6 separate regions of the Mus musculus genome follow, and regions 1, 2, 3, 5 and 6 are each linked to region 4. A link is a contact called in public HiChIP or PLAC-seq and promoter capture Hi-C data. All regions are on one chromosome and are shown on one strand. The core of a region is the stretch at or near the end of the contact, and the rest is flanking DNA. Distances in the headings are between cores, read along the strand shown. Region 1 holds the start of Cramp1l (cramped chromatin regulator homolog 1). Region 2 holds the start of E230001N04Rik (a long non-coding RNA gene). Region 3 holds the start of Jpt2 (Jupiter microtubule associated homolog 2). Region 4 holds the start of Crebrf (CREB3 regulatory factor). Region 5 holds the start of Tead3 (TEA domain family member 3). Region 6 holds the start of Ilrun (inflammation and lipid regulator with UBA-like and NBR1-like domains).

Region 1 (2,700 bases), core at 196-2,695, 1.7 Mb before region 4:
TAGGAAATGGTGCTGGTCCTGGGGGCTGCCCTGCGGTGGAGACGGGGTCGGCAGCCCTCTGGGTGGCGCGGGGGCTCCGGAGGCCCGAGGGGTCTGCCCGTCCCTCTTTGTGCTGCTGCTGTCCGCCGCGTCCGCGCCGCCGGGCCCCTCTCCGTCCAGCGACTCCTCATCGGCCGTCCGCTTGCCCAGCTTCTTGAGCCCTTCCTCCCCGCTGCCGGCGTCGCCCAACTTCACTGTCATCCTGCGGCGAGAGAGACGAGGAGCGGTGAGGCGGGCGGCAGGCAGAAGTTTACCGCCGGCCTCCCAACATGGCGGCCGTTGTTTGTTCCAGCGCCGCCCGCCGCCCGCCGCCCGCCCGAGGGCCCACAGAGTGCTGAGCCCGACCGGACCGGGACCCCGCCCCGCCCTTGGATGCCCCTAACCCAGGTAGACCAACACAGCCCGGAGCCACGGAAGGCACGGCAGCATGACCTGGCCTCTGCGCTTTGGGTCCCGCAGTACCGCCGTCCCGCCACCACCTAACCCAAGGAGCCGCAGCTCATGGCCCCCAGCTTGATCCCGCCTCGCTCCCCGCACTGCCCGTGCCTCCCCTCTGCTCCCGAGCCACGCGCGATCAAGCCGCGCACCTGCCTATTGCAACGGCCCGCGCTGCCCTCCGAGCCCCTAGTGCTCCATAGGCCAAAACTGCCGCTCCCTCCAAAGCTGGCATGCAAGAGAGAGACTCTGCACTCCGGAAACCTTCCCAGGAGGGAGATGGCCCGACTACACCTCTCATTCAACAAAGCCTGTTGCATAGAACAGGTTAGAGAACACCGGAAAAGTGACAGCAAACACTGTTATGTTCCAGTCGGATCTTAAGAATAGGAACTGAACTATGTAAACAATTCTGGAAACAACAAAATTCTTGCTTTAACTTCTACCACTGTCATAAGATATCGATAAGCAAAATAATAATTATCTGTAGCTAGGAGAAATTATACTCAGAATAAACTAAAGTTCAGGTACATTCCAACATCTTAAGACAGGCTGTGTACATGATGAAGCAGGACAGAGAAACACTCCGTTCTTTAGCAGACGCTAGGTCCAACATAACTGTTGAAAACATTCCACTTAAAAAGAAAAGCAGACAGAGCAAGGTACCAATGATAACAAAGAAACAGACTGAAGGTAAAGACAGAGATGTAAAACTCGAAGTAACACCATAAAATGGTGCTGCCAAAAACGGTGTGCAATTTTCCTGTTTGGCACTGATCTTTCAAATACTACCTTAAGAAAACCCTGGCACAGAACCACACAAGACACAACCCCACGCTAAATGATTTTATGGCACAAGACTTCGAACCTATTCACTTTTAACCCCCTCACCACGGTTCCCAAAACCCTGTCATTGTGCTAGGGAGCGAAACCCATTCCCAGAACCAGCACTGCCAACAGCACCAAGCAAAATGCATCAATCCAACAGGACCCACTCGCCGGCGCGCTGGGCCCTGTCCCCAGGCACATTCCGGTCGTTCCCCAGAGGCGGTGGACTCCATAGGAGTCCGTCACCGAAACCCGTCACTTCCTGACCGTGGGAGGCGCGGGCACTGTGGGCCTCGTCCCGGCTCCACACCCTTTGTCCCATTTCGGGTGGGAGAAGCTCGCACCTTCCTGAGGAGCTGACCGCTGGCTGCACGCGGCGCAGCCCACGAATACCGCGGCCCCTCCGCGGATCCCGAAGGCTCCCAAGTGCAGCCTACGGTCACCTTTTTCATCCACGCTTCCCGGCAGCCTGGCTCCCGGATCCCGGGCCTCCGCAGAACCGACCGGGCCCGGCAGCTCCGGCTGCGGCGAAGCCGCGACGCCGGGCTGGTGGTCAGGTGTCAGGCGCGGTCACCAAGCACTGTTCCCCTTCGCAAGACCTCTCCGTGGACTGGCGCGCGGCTAACAGGGCTGACGGCACCGGTGCAGCCGCCACTCGCCCTCCCACACCCGGGACGCCGCGCTCTAAACAGTTCCGGCTACGGCGGCCGCCGGGGACCTGAAGTCGGCGCCGGAGCGGGGAGGGGCGAACGTCCCGCAAAAAAGACGAGCACGTCCAGCTTTTCTGCGGGCGCGCCCAACCAGCTAGGCTGCCATTGGTCAGCAGGCGTTACGTGCGCGCGCCCGCACGATGTACAGGGGCGGGCCCGCAACGTGGGGCGTGTTGTGACGGCAACCTCGCGCCCTTGCGGATCATGCGTCTTTTCCGATTGGCCAACCGACAGCCAATAGGATCAGCGTGCTGGCTGTGATTGGCTGAGACTATGTTGACGGATGCGTGAGAAGAAATCACCGCCTCAGCGGGGCGTCTTGAAGCGCGCGGGAACTCGGGTGGGGACTTTGCACTTTGAAAACAGGTTTAAGACCATAAATGTATCGTAGCATAGTCCACTAACACTTTTCCTATTCGAAGCGATAAGGAAATGTGTTTTTAAAACTCTAATGCTTATGCATGTGGCGTTTGAAAAAAGTATCCCAGTTTGCAGGAGGTCCCCGCCTCTGGTTATCCCCTTGGCTCATTGGCGTGGACCGTGCTACTGCGCCTGCTCTTCAGCGACACTCGCCGTTGGCTAACACTGGCTAAAGTGCACACGGTCACCCAGGGAACCCTGTGCCTAGCTGCTGCAAGCCTCTGCTGAGTACCGCTTGCAGCGGTCTCTCGAGGCATCAACGCGCCAC
Region 2 (2,700 bases), core at 168-2,667, 1.8 Mb after region 4:
GACATACCTGCTCCTGTGGTACAGCGCCACAGACAGGGGCAGAAGGCGCAGGGGAGGGGCTGTGGACATGAATAAATTGGTACAATGCTTGCCAAACATGGAGAAACATGAAGGAGACCCCAGCTCCCTCCATCCATGAGGTGGGGTGGGGATGTGAGGTACACACCTGTTATCCCAGCATTCCGGAGATAGAGGCAGGAAGATCAGATGTTTAAGGCTATTCTTGGCTAAATAGAAAATTTGAGATCAGCCTGGGCTAGAGATCTTGTCAAAAAAAAAAAAAAAAAAAAAAAAAAGCCTTTGTATGGCTGAGCCACTAGTTAGGTGTTCTTTGCAGGAACAGTCTCTGTCTCTGTCTCTGTCTCTGTCTCTCTCTCTCTCTCACACACACACACACACACACACACAGGTACTGTGATCCTACAGTCACCTCCCACCTCCTGACCTACCTGGGAATGCACCTTCCACGGGAGAGGCTCTGACAATCTCAACTCTATTTTGATCCTTTTAAACAGCCTCCAACCTGTTCTAGGTTTTATTGCTTAATTATGTTCTGTGGTATCCTCACCCCACCCCCACCCCCCACCCCCGTTTCCCTGTAGGCTGTAAACTCCTTCATGACTGGGTTAGGGGCAGGATTGTTCTTTGATACCATTTAATTATAGTCTAAAAATGAAGCCAGGCTTCATACCCACAGGCTTGGGTCCCAACCTGGTTCCAACACTTAGCTATCTGGCTTAGGGTCCTGGTTCCAACACTTAGCTATCGGGCTTAGGGTCCTCTGAGAGCTCAGACTCAGTTCCTAGGCTGTAAAAGGCACCAGAAATACAACAGGGCAAAGATCACAAGACCTAAAATGCTGGGAAGGAGTTGGTACGTGGTGAGCATGGAACACTTTGTCCTCCTTCCCTGAATAGCTGAGACCTTCCATGAATTAGAGAACCAAGTCTTCACTGATTAGTGCTCGCTCTGGGGTACTTGACAAGAGAAAGGAGACACTGAATAATTACATAGCGCAGTGGATAAAGGTGCCGCCAAGCCTGACATGAGTTGGGGTCTCACAAGGTAGAAGACGAGAACCAACTCCCACAAATTGCCTGCCCTCATATCTCCAGATGCACGTTATAGCACATGAGCCCCAGCCCCCTACAGTAAATTTAATAAAAAGGCATTACATCTATCCCAGGATCATATCCTGGGTGCATGGCCACTCCACCCGGCTTAGTGACAACCTGTGAACCGCAGACTTGGTGAGAGAAAAACAGTCCCTAAGAATGGCGCCAAGCATAAATATCTGTTGAATCAAAAATCAAGCGAGTCAATAAAAAAGCAAAGACAGAAACGTCCCACCCCGCCGAGCCCCCAGCCCAGCCGCACCCTGTCCTGGAGCCCTATTAAGCCATAGTCCCCAAAGTCCGCTTGTCTACAGCCCCGCCTCCGATTGCCTTGGAAACAGTGACGTTAATCGAGGGGGTGTGGCCTCTCTCCATCCTCTCAAACGTTGTGAGCCGCGCCTTAGCACAACCTGGAGGGGAAGATGAGGTTAAGGTTGCTGGGTACTCCCCCGTTCCTTAGGCCGGAGATAGCTAAGCACACCGGTCTGCGCCCACGAGAGAGCCCACCTTGCGCTTGCCCTTGGCAATTTAGCGTAAGATCGCGAGAGTGCGGGCCTGGGTCCCCGGGAACCGCCCCTGGCGATTTAGGGGGCTTCTGGAGACTGCAGGCTTGGGTCCTCGGAAGACCACCATACTCTCCACCCTCGACGTTGTCCTGGTGGGCGCAGTCCTGCGCCTACCCGGGCACCCCAGACTCGCTGCGCGCCCTAGGCGCGGGCGGGAAGGGGTTAAGCAAGGTGCTGGCTCGGGGCGCGGCTCACGGCGCGTGTGGAGGAGGGGAGCGGGGAAGAAAGTGAGAGCGGGGGCGGGGGACCCGAGCGAAAGAACATCCTGTGCCGCCGCCGGATGCGAGAGGCGGGGGCGCGGGGGAAGCTGGGCGATGCGCTCCGCCCCGCGCTCCTCCTCCCGGGCGCTGCCCGCTCCCGCGCTTCGTACTGCTTCTTCTGGTCCCCACGCCTTCGCGGGTCATGAGCTTGCCAGAGGGGCCCCTCAGCTCGAGTTCCCCGGCAGGGGTAAGCGCGGGGAGTATGGGATCCGCTGTGAGGAACGGGCGCCCCCCTCACCCCCCAAGCTTTTTCCGCTGCACACTGATGGCGAGCTGTCCCCTGCGCAGCGCTAGGATCGGCACCTTCTCTGAGCCAGTCCTGCTGCCAGTACTTTCAGGACTAACACAGAAAAGCTGGTTGTGGAATTCGAAGCCCTCACACTCCTGGGATTAGAACCGGAATCGGTCGGGCCGCAGGGGGCTTTTCACTGGGAATAGCGAAGACTCAAATCCCTTAGCTGATAAGGCTCGGGAGAGAGGCCTCTCGGAAGTCATGATAGGCGCTTGCCGACACAGTTCGATCCCCAGGTCGCACAAGGTGAAAGGCGAGAGCCACCGATTTACATAAATTGCCCTCTGACCTCCATACATGTGCCTTGGACACCCATGCTTGGGGAAGCCAGGTATGGTGGCTTTGAACCCAGCACTCAAGAGGCAGACGCAAGAAGATCTCTAGTTGAGGCCGAGCTCTTGGACTACTACATAGACTGGGGAAAAAAAAAGTTAAAAAAAAATATGGGGGTGGAGGGAGCTAGCTAT
Region 3 (2,700 bases), core at 20-2,519, 1.8 Mb before region 4:
TTTGTAGTACCCTTTAAATGTTTCAGTAGAAATACTCAAGTTATCGAGAAAATATAAGGGATATAGGCAAAGATGAAAAGCCAGAGTTCAAATGAACTATGGCACTGGAGAGAAAGAAAATATCGACGGTTGTCAGCGCTCCCAGGCCTCCCTGGAATGATGAGTTTCATAAGAACTAGGAACTAATGAGAAAATCTGGGACAAAGCCATGAGAAATAGACCGGGTGGGGGGTGACGTGTTCTTCATGGTTAGTAATTTTTGTGGATGAATGACAGTAATACCATAACGCTTTTACAGTTCAAACATCTCCAGCACAAGAAAATCCCTCTGCTGAGGAGACAAAAGACAGGGTTAGACGAAAGGAAACCCTGGAGTACAGACAGACCTTACAGACTCAGGCTTTGTAGCAATCAGTCGGACTATGTGCTGCTATCTTCTCCAACCTGCCTAAGTTGCCATCCAAAGCACGCTTTCTATCTAATATGGCCCAGACTGAGGCTTCCAATTGCGCTTCATTATCCAGTTAAGGTAGCTCCCCTTTCCCCCTCATCCCGCTATCAAGTGGGTATTTCCTCCTTTTCCTAAATTCCTCTCCATGGACGCCTACTCAACAATTAACTCCTGGAGCTCGTAAAGTCATTCGAACACCAGTTTCATTTTATCAACTCAAATGGGGATTTCCTCCTTTTCCTAAAATCCTCTCCATGGACGCCTATTCAACAATTAATTCCTGGAGCTCGTAAAGTCATTCGAACACCAGTTTCATTTGATCAACTCAAAGCAGATCAGACAGAAAGCCTAGAGGAAACTGTGTAGGGAAGGTCCCCGCCCAGGGTGTAGCAGTCAGTAGTGCATCCAACAAACACCTGGTCGTGGGTTGGGTCTGAGAACGCTGCCGCTACTCAGCCACATTCAAAGGTCGTCATGACCAACCAAACTGGACAAGGGAAGGGCTCAGGAAGCGGCAAACAGCTCGGAGCGCCCGGCTAGCGTCTGTCCTGAGCAAGCACTTCAGGAGAGCCACGTGTCTTAATCCCGCCGCCCGGTCTCCACTCCGCTCTAACCCCACAGCCTTCCTGCAAGGCCCTGCGGGAGAGCGCGCACAGTATCCTCAGGGGAGCCCCGCGCCACACCCACCGCACTTGTAGGGTCTCCCGCCCGCCACGTGGCTGCGGCTATGCGCCCACCCGGGCCCCAGCACCGGTCCGCGCACCTGGAACCCGACTTGCCAGCTTGGCTGTCCGCGCCCTGGAACATGTCGGCCGCCGCCCCGCGCTTTCACAGCCGCCGCGCGGCGGTTCCCGCTTGGTCCCGCGCAGGTACCCTGACCCGCCCAAGCCAGTTGGACGCCTCTCGCGCCAATCATGTCTCTGCAGCCTATCGTAGAGTCGTGCCCCACTCCTCCCTCCCGCCCCCAAGGAGAGGGAGGCTTGGAGGCCCGCATCGCGCTTACAGCCGATTGGCTGCAGGGGGCGCCTCTCATGGCCTCAGGCGTGGGCATTGGTTCACAGCTCGCCCCACCCCCAGCCAACACGCCTCCGCATGCGAATCCGCATTTTCTGGCCGACCTATCCCGGGCTGGATGGCACTAGGAAGTTTCTGGCCGGTGGTAGCGGAAGGCTTCTTTGGGGTTACAGCACCTTCGGGAGGAAAGGTTCATGGAAGCGCACAACATACCCATAACAGAAGCAGCGAATTCTGTAATGAATTCCGCATTCAGCGGTCACTCAATCGCTGAATCTCTGATGCCTACCTGTTTGCTCACCCTCACCTCCAGGGCACCTCCAGGCCTTAGAGCTCATCTCATTACACTGTGCCTGTTGGAATACCCTAAGCATACTGGCTTTGAAAGCAGGCACAAAAGACAGACATTAGATGAAGTATTAGTATGTATTTATGCACAATAAAAACATTTACAAGCCGAACTGGAAATTTTAGCCGAAGTTTTAACAGTTCTTGTTTATTAAATAACCAAAACACCTTTTATTCCCAAAAAATTGGTAAAGAATAAATAATGTAATTTACAATATGGTACAAAAAATAATCAGAAGGACAGGCATTCTGCTTTATACATACACTGTATATTTATAGTCTATAAAACAAATTCACATCTCAAGCCGGAAACCTCAGATGATATGGCTTAACGATTATCAAAGCAAACAGCACTGAGCTCTGCCTGCTGGGGGCACCCCTCCAGCCAGTGATCTTACGAAAGAATAAGGGTCTGGCTGGGGCAGTGCTTCCAAAACTGGACTGACCACACCAGGCTAGCCTCTGGGAAAGGTATACTGTGGGTTTCTTTCCTTTTTTAAAGTGTTTTTTTTTTTTTTTTAAATTAAGACAAAGTACGGTATTTCCTCATGAATGCATCTGGGAGATTTGTTTTTAAAGTACATAAAACAATTTCCTTCTAAACTTATTTTGACCATTTCTAATAATATGGTTTGGTTAAAAATGCTATTGAACTGAATGACACCTCCCCTAGCAGAGGCTATCACAAGGAATGAAAAAGAAGAGGAGGGTAGGAAAAAAGGTTGACCAACAGATGAAATGTCCCAAAGTCCCACTCCCTGAGCAAGTACTATGCCCGACAGGATCTATGGACTTCAGCTCGCCTGAGCATCTTCTCTAGGACACAATCCATGCCAAGCACCAAAGATACAGGTTCCCCATCTTTTAAAAAGATGAATCAACATGTC
Region 4 (2,700 bases), core at 46-2,545:
CATTATATTACGATTTATAACAGTAGCCGAATTATTGTTTTGAAGTAGCAATGAAAATAATTTTATGGTTGGGGTCACCACAACATAAGGAACTTTAGGAAGGTTGAGAACCACTGATCTACCACTTGCCTGAGTCTTTGTGCATGGGGGAGGGGGAGTCTTAATTTGGCGGGGAGCGGAAGGTTACTTTGAGACTTGGTCTTATCCGGGCATGCAATTCAGTGTAGCTAAGAACACACTTCAATCTTCCTGCTTCCTTATCTCCAGTGCTGAGATCACAGGGGTCAATCACAATACCCCCTTCCTACATCCTCGCCTGCTTTGAAACCCCGAGTACTCCCAAGGGAAAACTGTTATTTGAAGGGAATCTGATGAGGTTTCTCTGTCCTTTAGTCTTCTTTTCCTATGCTTAAGAAAGTATGTTTTTCTGTGTCCATATGTGTGTGCGGGTGCAGACCAGTAACCCTGCACCCAGAAGACTAAGACAGGAGGGTCCAGAGTCTAAAGAGATTTCTGGAAACACAGGCTGCTATAATTAGGTAGGTTGTTTCCTTGAACAATAATTCTCCTGAGGTTTGTTTTTGTATTTTTTTTAAATAGTTCTCTTATCGTATGTGTCTGTTCGGAGAACTATTTGGGATAATGAACCTACCACAAACTACACATCCGATAAAATATCAACAGGATTAAGAGGCGTAAATCATCACATTATCACAGGTTAGACAGTCTTGTCCATAAAGCATCTAGTAGCAGTTTCTACAGCTGAATACAGGTCCTATCCCAAAGATGTATGCAGCCGACTCAGGGTCTGGGGATCCAGACTCAATAAATATGAGTTGATGAATGAACAAACAACTGAAGGCCAATTCAATCGGGGAACAGGAACGTCATTTACTAAACAGAATGTCGATGCAGCCCCCTACTAATTAATATTCCTGTAATCCCCCGTGGTTCAGTTAAACTGTAAAGTGGGCATTTGGACTCCTTGGCCTTCATCTTAGTTCTGAGGCTACAGACTGAATATGGAAGCCTCTGAAAAGAACATCACGCACGAACGCGAGCTTACTGCTCGCTATCCCCAGCGGCCCACGCCCACGCTCAGCAGCAGCCTACTAGCCCCCGCTCCGCCCTCTCTTCCTGGTTTTCCCCAGCAACCCGCCCCTCTGGTGTCACGTGACGGGCGCTAGCCCGGCCGAGCCTCTGATTGGCCAGACTTCAGGGCGCCTCGCGATTGGCCTGGGGCGGCGGGCCCCCGCCTCCCTCCTCCTCCTCGCCGCGGCCCACGTGAGGGGGGCGAGTCACGCGATTTCCGGGAACCCGTCAGGAAGGACATAAACAAAACAAACCGAGGCAGCATGGAGACGGCCCGCGGCCGCGTAAGCGCGGCCGGATCCAGTGCCTGAACCGCCTTCAGCCTCAGGTGAATGCCGAGCGGTCGCACGGGCGGGCGGGATGCAGCGGCAGAGAACCGCGGGTGAGAGGCGCGGGTGCCCGGCTCCGGGAGAGCGGGGCGGGGGCCGCCGGGCCGAGGGCGCGCGGAACGGGGTCGCCGATGCGAGCCGAATCGGGCTGCCCCCGCGGCCGACGGTTATATAAAGGGCGGGCGCGCGCCGGCGGGCGACCCCGTTAGGGCCGTGCCCTTTGCGCTCCCGGGAACCAGGGATCGCGACTGCCGGCAGCCGGCCTGTCAGAGCGGCGAGCGGGTGGGAGGGGCCGGGAGGGAGGAGAGGAGAGGAGAGGGGCGTGTGAGGGAGACCGGCACAGCTAGTGTTCAGAAGGCTCCGGACGGAGGAGCGGACCGGGAGAACTCTGGGCAGGGGCGTCGTGGGGCTGCTGTTCCCCCCGGCCCCTCCCCGGAGGCTGCGGGACTGGGGCCTCCCTCTCGGGATTTGTTTATATGTCCTCTCTAAGCAGCTTGAAAAGCCCGGAGGCGGAGCCCTCGCTGTCGAGTGGCGGCCGGTGCTGTCCAATGGAGGAGGCAGACGGGGTCCGTGGCGCCAATGGGCGCAGGGAGGCGGTGCCGCGCCCCCCCTCCCCCCCAGTAAGTTAGGCTGTGCTGGGGGTTGGTCCGACAGGGCGGCCATATTAGATGGGAGGGGACGGGCCTGGGGACGGGGGTTGTCACTGAGCGGGGCGGAGACGGGGCAAAGGGCGAGGAGCCGAGCCGAGCGGGGCGCGGGCCGGGCGGGCTGGGTGTGGGCTAGAGTCCCGGAGGGACCCGGAAGATGCCCGGAGGAGCCTGACCCGGCTCAGCCGCTCCCGAGTGGAGGCGGCCAGGGAAGTAGCGAGGGCAGTCTAGCCTCCCAGGGGGCGGTTCCTGGGTCTAGATGAAGCTTGGTCTCTGGCGTCTCCTTCTTGGTCGGCTCTCCGCTGCTTGGTAGATCCTGCCACCAAACCCTTTAATCGCCCACCTTTAACCCAAGAAAACAAACCGTTTTGCTACTTCTGAGCAGGCCTGAATCTTAAGACTACCTTAAGGAGGTATTTCTGTAGTTAGGGGTGTGTTTCTGTACCAGGTCTCCCGTGTAGAGGCAGGCATTCAGAGGAACTTCTGCTTTTCTGGGTATTGCAAAGAGAAAATTGGGACTGGAAAAGCAGACAAAATTGAGTGAGCGGCGTTTCTATCCACCCCCCCCCCAAAAAAAACAAAAACAAAAACAAAAAAAAAAACGTGGATATCTTCCAAAGATCAGGCCCTTG
Region 5 (2,700 bases), core at 131-2,630, 1.6 Mb after region 4:
GGTCTGGGGACTAGGAAGGGCAGAGGCATAGTCCTTACACCTTCAACTAATAGCTGCTTTCCCTCCTGGCAGCAGCCCGCAGCTGGTTGTGAGTGTAGGGGTGTCCCAGACCCCAGCACTGAGGCAAAACCCTGTGTGTACAGATCCAGGCTACGAGAGTTCAAATACACGGAGCCACCATGGACACCAGTCCCTCAAAGCTGTGTCCAGCCCCCACCGCCATCCTCCGGGCTAGGCTACAAGTCCAGGCCTGACTTGGTTCTGCCCCTACCTGGAGAGAGCTCGAGATACAGAGAGAGGGACACAGGCCCTGAGAAGCCCGGCCCTAGGCTTCGTTCGTTCCCTCTTGCTCTTTAAAAAACTAAGCCCTCAATCAGGGCCCCTGTTGGGGGGGGGGGGGGGGGCGGGTAGAGTAGGGGCTAAAGTGACACTGCCCCGAAGGCCTGCTGGGGCTAGAAAACAGACCCACATCAGCGCTCCAGCCTCCCTTCCCAGGCAGGAATAAAGACGTGACAGACAATGGAGAGGACCCGAGTGGGAAGGGAAGCCCTGTCGCCCACAATTGCCTTAACAAGTTCTCCGGAGAAGTGCGGGGAAGGCCCCAAATCCAGCCGCGTCCCGAGCGAGGCTCCTGGAGCAAGGAGCTGGGACTCGCCCCGAGGCGGGCGGCAGAACTGTAGGGGACAGGCGTCCCCCCACGCCTTTGGGTGCGCACACGCTCCGGGCTCACACTGTGGCTTCCAGACACCCGGGCCGGGTCCCAGCGCAGCCGCGAGCAGCGCGCACACCGGCGCGCCCTGGCTAAGGCCTGCGTGGAGCCCGGGGCTCGCGGGCTCTCGGGAGTCCAAAGGGCGCCCCGGATACGAGTCCCGGCGCAGGCCTTCCAAGCCCGCGGCTCTGGGCGCACACCCCGGCACACGGCGGGGCCAGGCCCGGGCACCCGGGACACTCCGGGCTTCCCAGCCTCCGGGTCGCGGGGGGGTGGGGTGGGTGGGCGGGGCTTCCCGGAGAGCGTCTCCCCCCTTCCCTCCAAAGTTCCCGGCACCCAGGTCCTGGGCTCCGGCGCGGGCTGGACAATAGCTCAGAACCCCTAGAGTGTCCCGGGTCCCCGCCATCCAGAAGCCACCCGAGCAGAGCAGTCACCTCTGCGCGCGAGGCCTCCGAGTTGCATTCCCCGGGCTTACCTGCTCCGAGCTCCGGGGGGCGCTCCGCCGGGCCGCTCCGCCGGGCCCGAGGGAGTAGTGAGGGGGGCCGGGAAGGGGGGTCGTGGGCAGGGGGATGGCCGGAATGTACGGAATGAGCCCGGCCGGAGCGGGAGGTGCTGGGCGCGGAGGAGGGAGCGAGCGGGACGGAAAGTTTGTGTTGAGGGAGCCGGGCGGGGGGTGGGGGCTGCGGGCGGGAGGGGCGGGACCGGTAGGCGGGGCCAACGGCGGGCGGGCCCACGGGTGGGCGGTGCTATTTGGGGGGAGTGATCTAAGGCGGGCCGGGGCCTGCTGTCTCTCTAACCACCCAGTCCCAAGAACGCCCGTAGCTGTGGATTCACACTCCCGCGCACCCCATTCCTCGCTCGTCGTCTCAGAGTTCCCACCTCCCCTACACAACCCCCTTGTGGGTACTCCGCTGAATCTAGAGGGATCAGGTCTGGGGCGGAGCCAAGAGGAGAGCTCTGCCCCCTAGGCTGAACTCCTTGGAGGTGTTTAGGGTCCTGGGGAGCCGCGTCCTCCGCATCCAAATGACCCGAGCGCGCACGGGGTCTCGGGCTCCCCACCCTTCTACTCGGGTCCCGGGCAGCCCAGGCCTCTGCAGCTCCCCTCCCGCCCAGAGCCCGCCCCCCACTCCGGGGCCTCAGACTTGGCTCCGCCCTGCCCGGACCCGGTTTGTCTGGTTCTCCCCGAGTGGCTTGTTTCTCGAATTTCTCCCTTTCTCCCTCTTCCTCTACCTCTAGGGCCCTCCCTCTCCTCCCTACTGGCGGAGAGTCGGGGGCCCGGACCCTGTGCGCTTGACGAGGTTCCATAGAACAGAAGGGGACGCGGGAGCGCGGGGCCAACGCAGGCACCTGAGTTTACACACATGAATCCAGAAACTACCGATGCGTTCAGCCTCGGACGTGACTTTATTGGGGATGTGGGTCCCTGGCTCTGCTTCACCATCGTCCCCTCCCCACCCCCTACAAACCCCCCAGCGCGGGGTCGGAGGGGCCTCGAACATCTGACTCCGGCTCTCTGACAGGAAGTGACTGGGGAGGAGGGGGCGAGGCAAGTACTTTTGGGCGACCAGATGTTCATCTCCATCCCCTCTGCCTCAGCCGGTGCCAGGCTGGGGGAGTGGAGGGGGGAAATGCCCGGAGGTCACGGAGAGGGGTGAGCCCTTCCATGGGAGCTGTGGGGGAGGGACCTTGCCACCCCCAACCGAATGCTTTCCCAGCGCTGAGGAGCTGTGGGGGGTCACTCGCAGGCCAGCTTCCCGTCGAAGCTGGAGAGGGCGATGGCGAAGGCCTGCAGAGCACACAGCGGGTACCGGTAGTCTAGGGTGAAGGCGTCCTCAGCCACGCGGCCGAACTGCAGCACTATATAGTCAGCTGTGAAGACAGACCGTGGGGTGACCTTGGACCCCATCTCGACAGGCAACCCCTCAACAAAACGAGGTCTTGCTCCTTGATGTGGAGTCATAGCCCCCATGCAGCTTCAGGCCACCTTCCCC
Region 6 (2,700 bases), core at 54-2,553, 1.1 Mb after region 4:
CCTTGCTTTTTGCTCAAATCCCGATTAGTTGCTTCACCTGAGAGCCTTTCAAAGGCCGTCTAATGGTCTCCAGTCTAATGGTTAAATTCCCGAGTGAACTTAACAATCCCTACTTGGAGACCAAGAGAAAGTATTCTTGCTTATCAAAAACAGCAAGTGCTGCTCTAAGAACCAAGACACACGTCGGTGCCTGGAGACAGCTCCACTTCAGCCTGTACAACCCAACTACAAGCCAGAACCCCTGGCCCCCAACCTATACATTTCTCAGTTTTCTGTCAACTAAGCCCATCCAATCAGTAAGCTCGTCAAAGTTCCCAAGGCCAAGCCTCTGCCCAGCACGCCAGTGTCTTCACAAAGTTCCTGCCTCCAAGATCAGCTTCCCTCCACTTTCTGAAGACTTTTCCCAGTCCTCGTCGCAGGCCTGGCGCTCCGGCGCCTCCATTAGATGTCACTTCTCCCTGGCACAACTCTTCCTTTCTCACCATACTCAGTTGATTATAATTTGTGTTCCCTCCGCCGCAAAAGTCGTTTTCGCCCTTATCTCCTCAAAGAGACACAAGATCTATTCTCAGCTCCGAGACCTCTCCCGCGCCCAGAGTTCGACCTCAGCACCTAACACACTCCCTCGAGTTTCCACACCGTTCTGTCATCCTCAGCTCCTACACTTCGCACCTATTTAAAAGGAAAACACTTCGCAACTCTCGTTTCCTGTGCTTTCTACTCCCAGAACACACGCTTTTCGCCCCAGATCGACTCCCCTGGCTTCCACCTCACCACTTCTCCCCTCTTCCCATGTTCTTCGGGCTCTGACTCCCTGCCACCTCCCGGCCTGGGCCCTGCCCTGCCCGGGAGTACTCCACGAGCGGGCTCCGGTGTTTTTGCCCTCGGGGCCGCGAGGCCGCTGCCAGCAGGATTGGCTCCGCGTGGGGCGGACTCACCAGTTGGTCATGTCCAGGAAGAAGGCGCAGCCGGCCGGGTTGAGCTGGAAGCCGAGTAGCCGCTGGAACTCGGAGATGAGCACGTCCTTGTCTGTGGTGCCCAGGCAGCTGAACTTCTGCATGAGCTCCGGATCCAAGTCCACGTCCATGCCCTCCATGGCGGGGGGCCCGGACGCACAGCTTCCACCGCCCCGACCTGCTTCTCCACGGGCGGCCGCCGCGCCCGGGCCCGAGCCCACGAAGGGCGGCCCGCTGCTGGCCGGCGCCGCGCGCACTGCTCCGAGACAGGCCCCAGGCCTCTCACCGCCTCATGGGCTGCGCGCGCCGCGCCGAGCCGCGCCGCACCGCACCGCTCGCTCCTCTCTCGCTGGCTCTGGGGCTCGCGCTCCCCCCCCTCCCACCCCCCCCAGCGCCCGCCTCCGCCGCCGCCGCTGCTGCCGCCGCGGTTCGCAGCACCGCCGCCTCCGCCTCCTCCCGGGCCGCGCCCAACGCGCACGCGCGGGGCCGCTCGGACCCCGCCCCTTCCTCTCCCGAAAGCCCGCCTTCAGTGACGTCATAACTCGGTGACGTCTCTCGCGTGACCTCACCGCGACAGAGCGGAGGGGGCAGGAAACGGGAAGCCGGAAAGAGCGGATACTGGGCGGGTCTCTGTCCTCGCCTGAGTCCCCACACTGCGTGGGAGGAGTCACGAGTCTGAGAGGTGCTTCGGAGACGAGCGACCCCACCCATGCTCAGGCTGGGAACCCGAAGTCGCCACAGGAACAGAGGCTGGGACTGGGGCAAAGGGCAAAGGGCAGCACAGAGCGGACTCTTGCTGCTCCGCTCTCAGGGGACTTAGTATTCAAACAGACATTTTCCCAAGGTCGCGGCGGTGCACGCTTAGTCTCTGGATTCTGACCTGAGTTTCTCATGACTGCCTATGTTACTATGCAACCTTAGCATTACGTTTCCAGAAAATAAAGGCAGCCTAATGCAAGCACCAGTTACAGGTCAGAGGAACCGATCCTCTGCAAAGAAAGGTCAATACCCTAGAATTTAGCAAATCTTGTTCTGTCTCTAAAATCCACGACCAAAAAAATGACTGTAGACAGTATCCAGTGTATCTACTAATGTGAGGCTCCATTTGAAGCTGAAGGATTAAGAAGCTCAGCTGTGGAGAGACTCATCTGCCCGTTCTGTCACCAAGTATTTTCTCAGTGTCACCTGTTAGATATGACTAGGTACAGGGATGGGGGTGGGTAAGAAACTGGGCAACTGGGGACTTGGCTTAAGCTGTTTCCCCGAAGGTATGAAGACCTGGGTTCCTGAGAGCAGAGATACTTCGCTCTTGCATATAAGGCCTGGCTGACAGCCAAGGGTGGCGGCACTGGGGAGGCAGGCAAATTTCTGTGTGTTTGATGCCAGCCAGAGATACTCTAGACCCTGCCTTTAAAAAATAAACCACCCCAGCACTCAAGAGGCAGAGGCGGGCTTTCTTCCTGGAGTTGCCTTTGATCTCATCCTCCTACCCCTACTTGCTGGGATAACTACTGTCACAACTACTTCTGAAAAGAGACTCAACTGAAGTCAGTGGGCCTGGGAGGAGGCTCAAAATCGCCTGGTGATTGTTATCATATCCAAATTTCAGAGCAGAACCTTGAGCAAATGCAGTTATTGCTGATAGTTTGCTCAACAGTTCAACCTGATTAAAGATTGACAAAATATGTTTACGGATGTGTTTGAATTGTGTCTATCTCATGAACAGCAGCTGTGAGATCATGAG

The links. Promoter capture Hi-C pulls out the DNA fragments that hold promoters and counts their contacts. HiChIP or PLAC-seq counts read pairs in DNA pulled down with a chosen protein or histone mark. Capture Hi-C pulls out chosen DNA fragments and counts their contacts.
Region 1: a contact with region 4 is called in a promoter capture Hi-C map of liver, with 4 times the contacts expected there. The contact joins the promoter of Cramp1l here to the promoter of Crebrf in region 4. A contact is called at or near these places in 1 of 39 promoter capture datasets (liver) and 3 of 9 other capture datasets (adipose tissue, liver and macrophages).
Region 2: a contact with region 4 is called in an HNF4G HiChIP or PLAC-seq map of pancreatic cancer cells. The contact joins the promoter of E230001N04Rik here to the promoter of Crebrf in region 4. A contact is called at or near these places in 1 of 39 promoter capture datasets (pre-B cells) and 1 of 115 datasets of contacts at active chromatin or transcription factors (pancreatic cancer cells).
Region 3: a contact with region 4 is called in a promoter capture Hi-C map of pre-B cells, with 4 times the contacts expected there. The contact joins the promoter of Jpt2 here to the promoter of Crebrf in region 4. A contact is called at or near these places in 2 of 39 promoter capture datasets (liver and pre-B cells).
Region 5: a promoter capture Hi-C map of pre-B cells shows a contact between it and region 4, with 2.2 times the contacts expected there. The contact joins the promoter of Tead3 here to the promoter of Crebrf in region 4. A contact is called at or near these places in 1 of 39 promoter capture datasets (pre-B cells) and 1 of 115 datasets of contacts at active chromatin or transcription factors (pancreatic cancer cells).
Region 6: a promoter capture Hi-C map of liver shows a contact between it and region 4, with 2.3 times the contacts expected there. The contact joins the promoter of Ilrun here to the promoter of Crebrf in region 4. A contact is called at or near these places in 1 of 39 promoter capture datasets (the C10 cell line), 2 of 115 datasets of contacts at active chromatin or transcription factors (astrocytes and thymic regulatory T cells) and 1 of 9 other capture datasets (liver).

Annotation. Positions count from the first base shown.
Region 1 is chr17:25,013,785-25,016,484 of GRCm38.p6, forward strand. It overlaps Cramp1l (cramped chromatin regulator homolog 1), which reads right to left and starts at 1,446. Exons shown (of 21, transcript NM_020608.3): 1 at 1,343-1,446; 2 at 1-241. The coding sequence starts at 240. It overlaps Ift140 (intraflagellar transport 140), which reads left to right and starts at 2,302. Exons shown (of 30, transcript NM_134126.3): 1 at 2,302-2,700.
Region 2 is chr17:28,521,239-28,523,938 of GRCm38.p6, forward strand. It overlaps E230001N04Rik (a long non-coding RNA gene), which reads left to right and starts at 1,418. Exons shown (of 2, transcript XR_385504.4): 1 at 1,418-2,128.
Region 3 is chr17:24,959,354-24,962,053 of GRCm38.p6, forward strand. It overlaps Jpt2 (Jupiter microtubule associated homolog 2), which reads right to left and starts at 1,270. Exons shown (of 5, transcript NM_198937.2): 1 at 1,215-1,270. The coding sequence starts at 1,258. Cramp1l (cramped chromatin regulator homolog 1) reads right to left here. Exons shown (of 21, transcript NM_020608.3): 21 at 1,873-2,700.
Region 4 is chr17:26,714,355-26,717,054 of GRCm38.p6, forward strand. It overlaps Crebrf (CREB3 regulatory factor), which reads left to right and starts at 1,296. Exons shown (of 9, transcript NM_029870.2): 1 at 1,296-1,420.
Region 5 is chr17:28,349,425-28,352,124 of GRCm38.p6, forward strand. Tead3 (TEA domain family member 3) reads right to left here and starts at 1,381. Exons shown (of 13, transcript NM_011566.4): 1 at 1,185-1,381. It overlaps Tulp1 (tubby like protein 1), which reads right to left. Exons shown (of 15, transcript NM_021478.2): 15 at 2,091-2,578. The coding sequence ends at 2,445.
Region 6 is chr17:27,819,239-27,821,938 of GRCm38.p6, forward strand. It overlaps Ilrun (inflammation and lipid regulator with UBA-like and NBR1-like domains), which reads right to left and starts at 1,304. Exons shown (of 5, transcript NM_001033279.3): 1 at 939-1,304. The coding sequence starts at 1,096.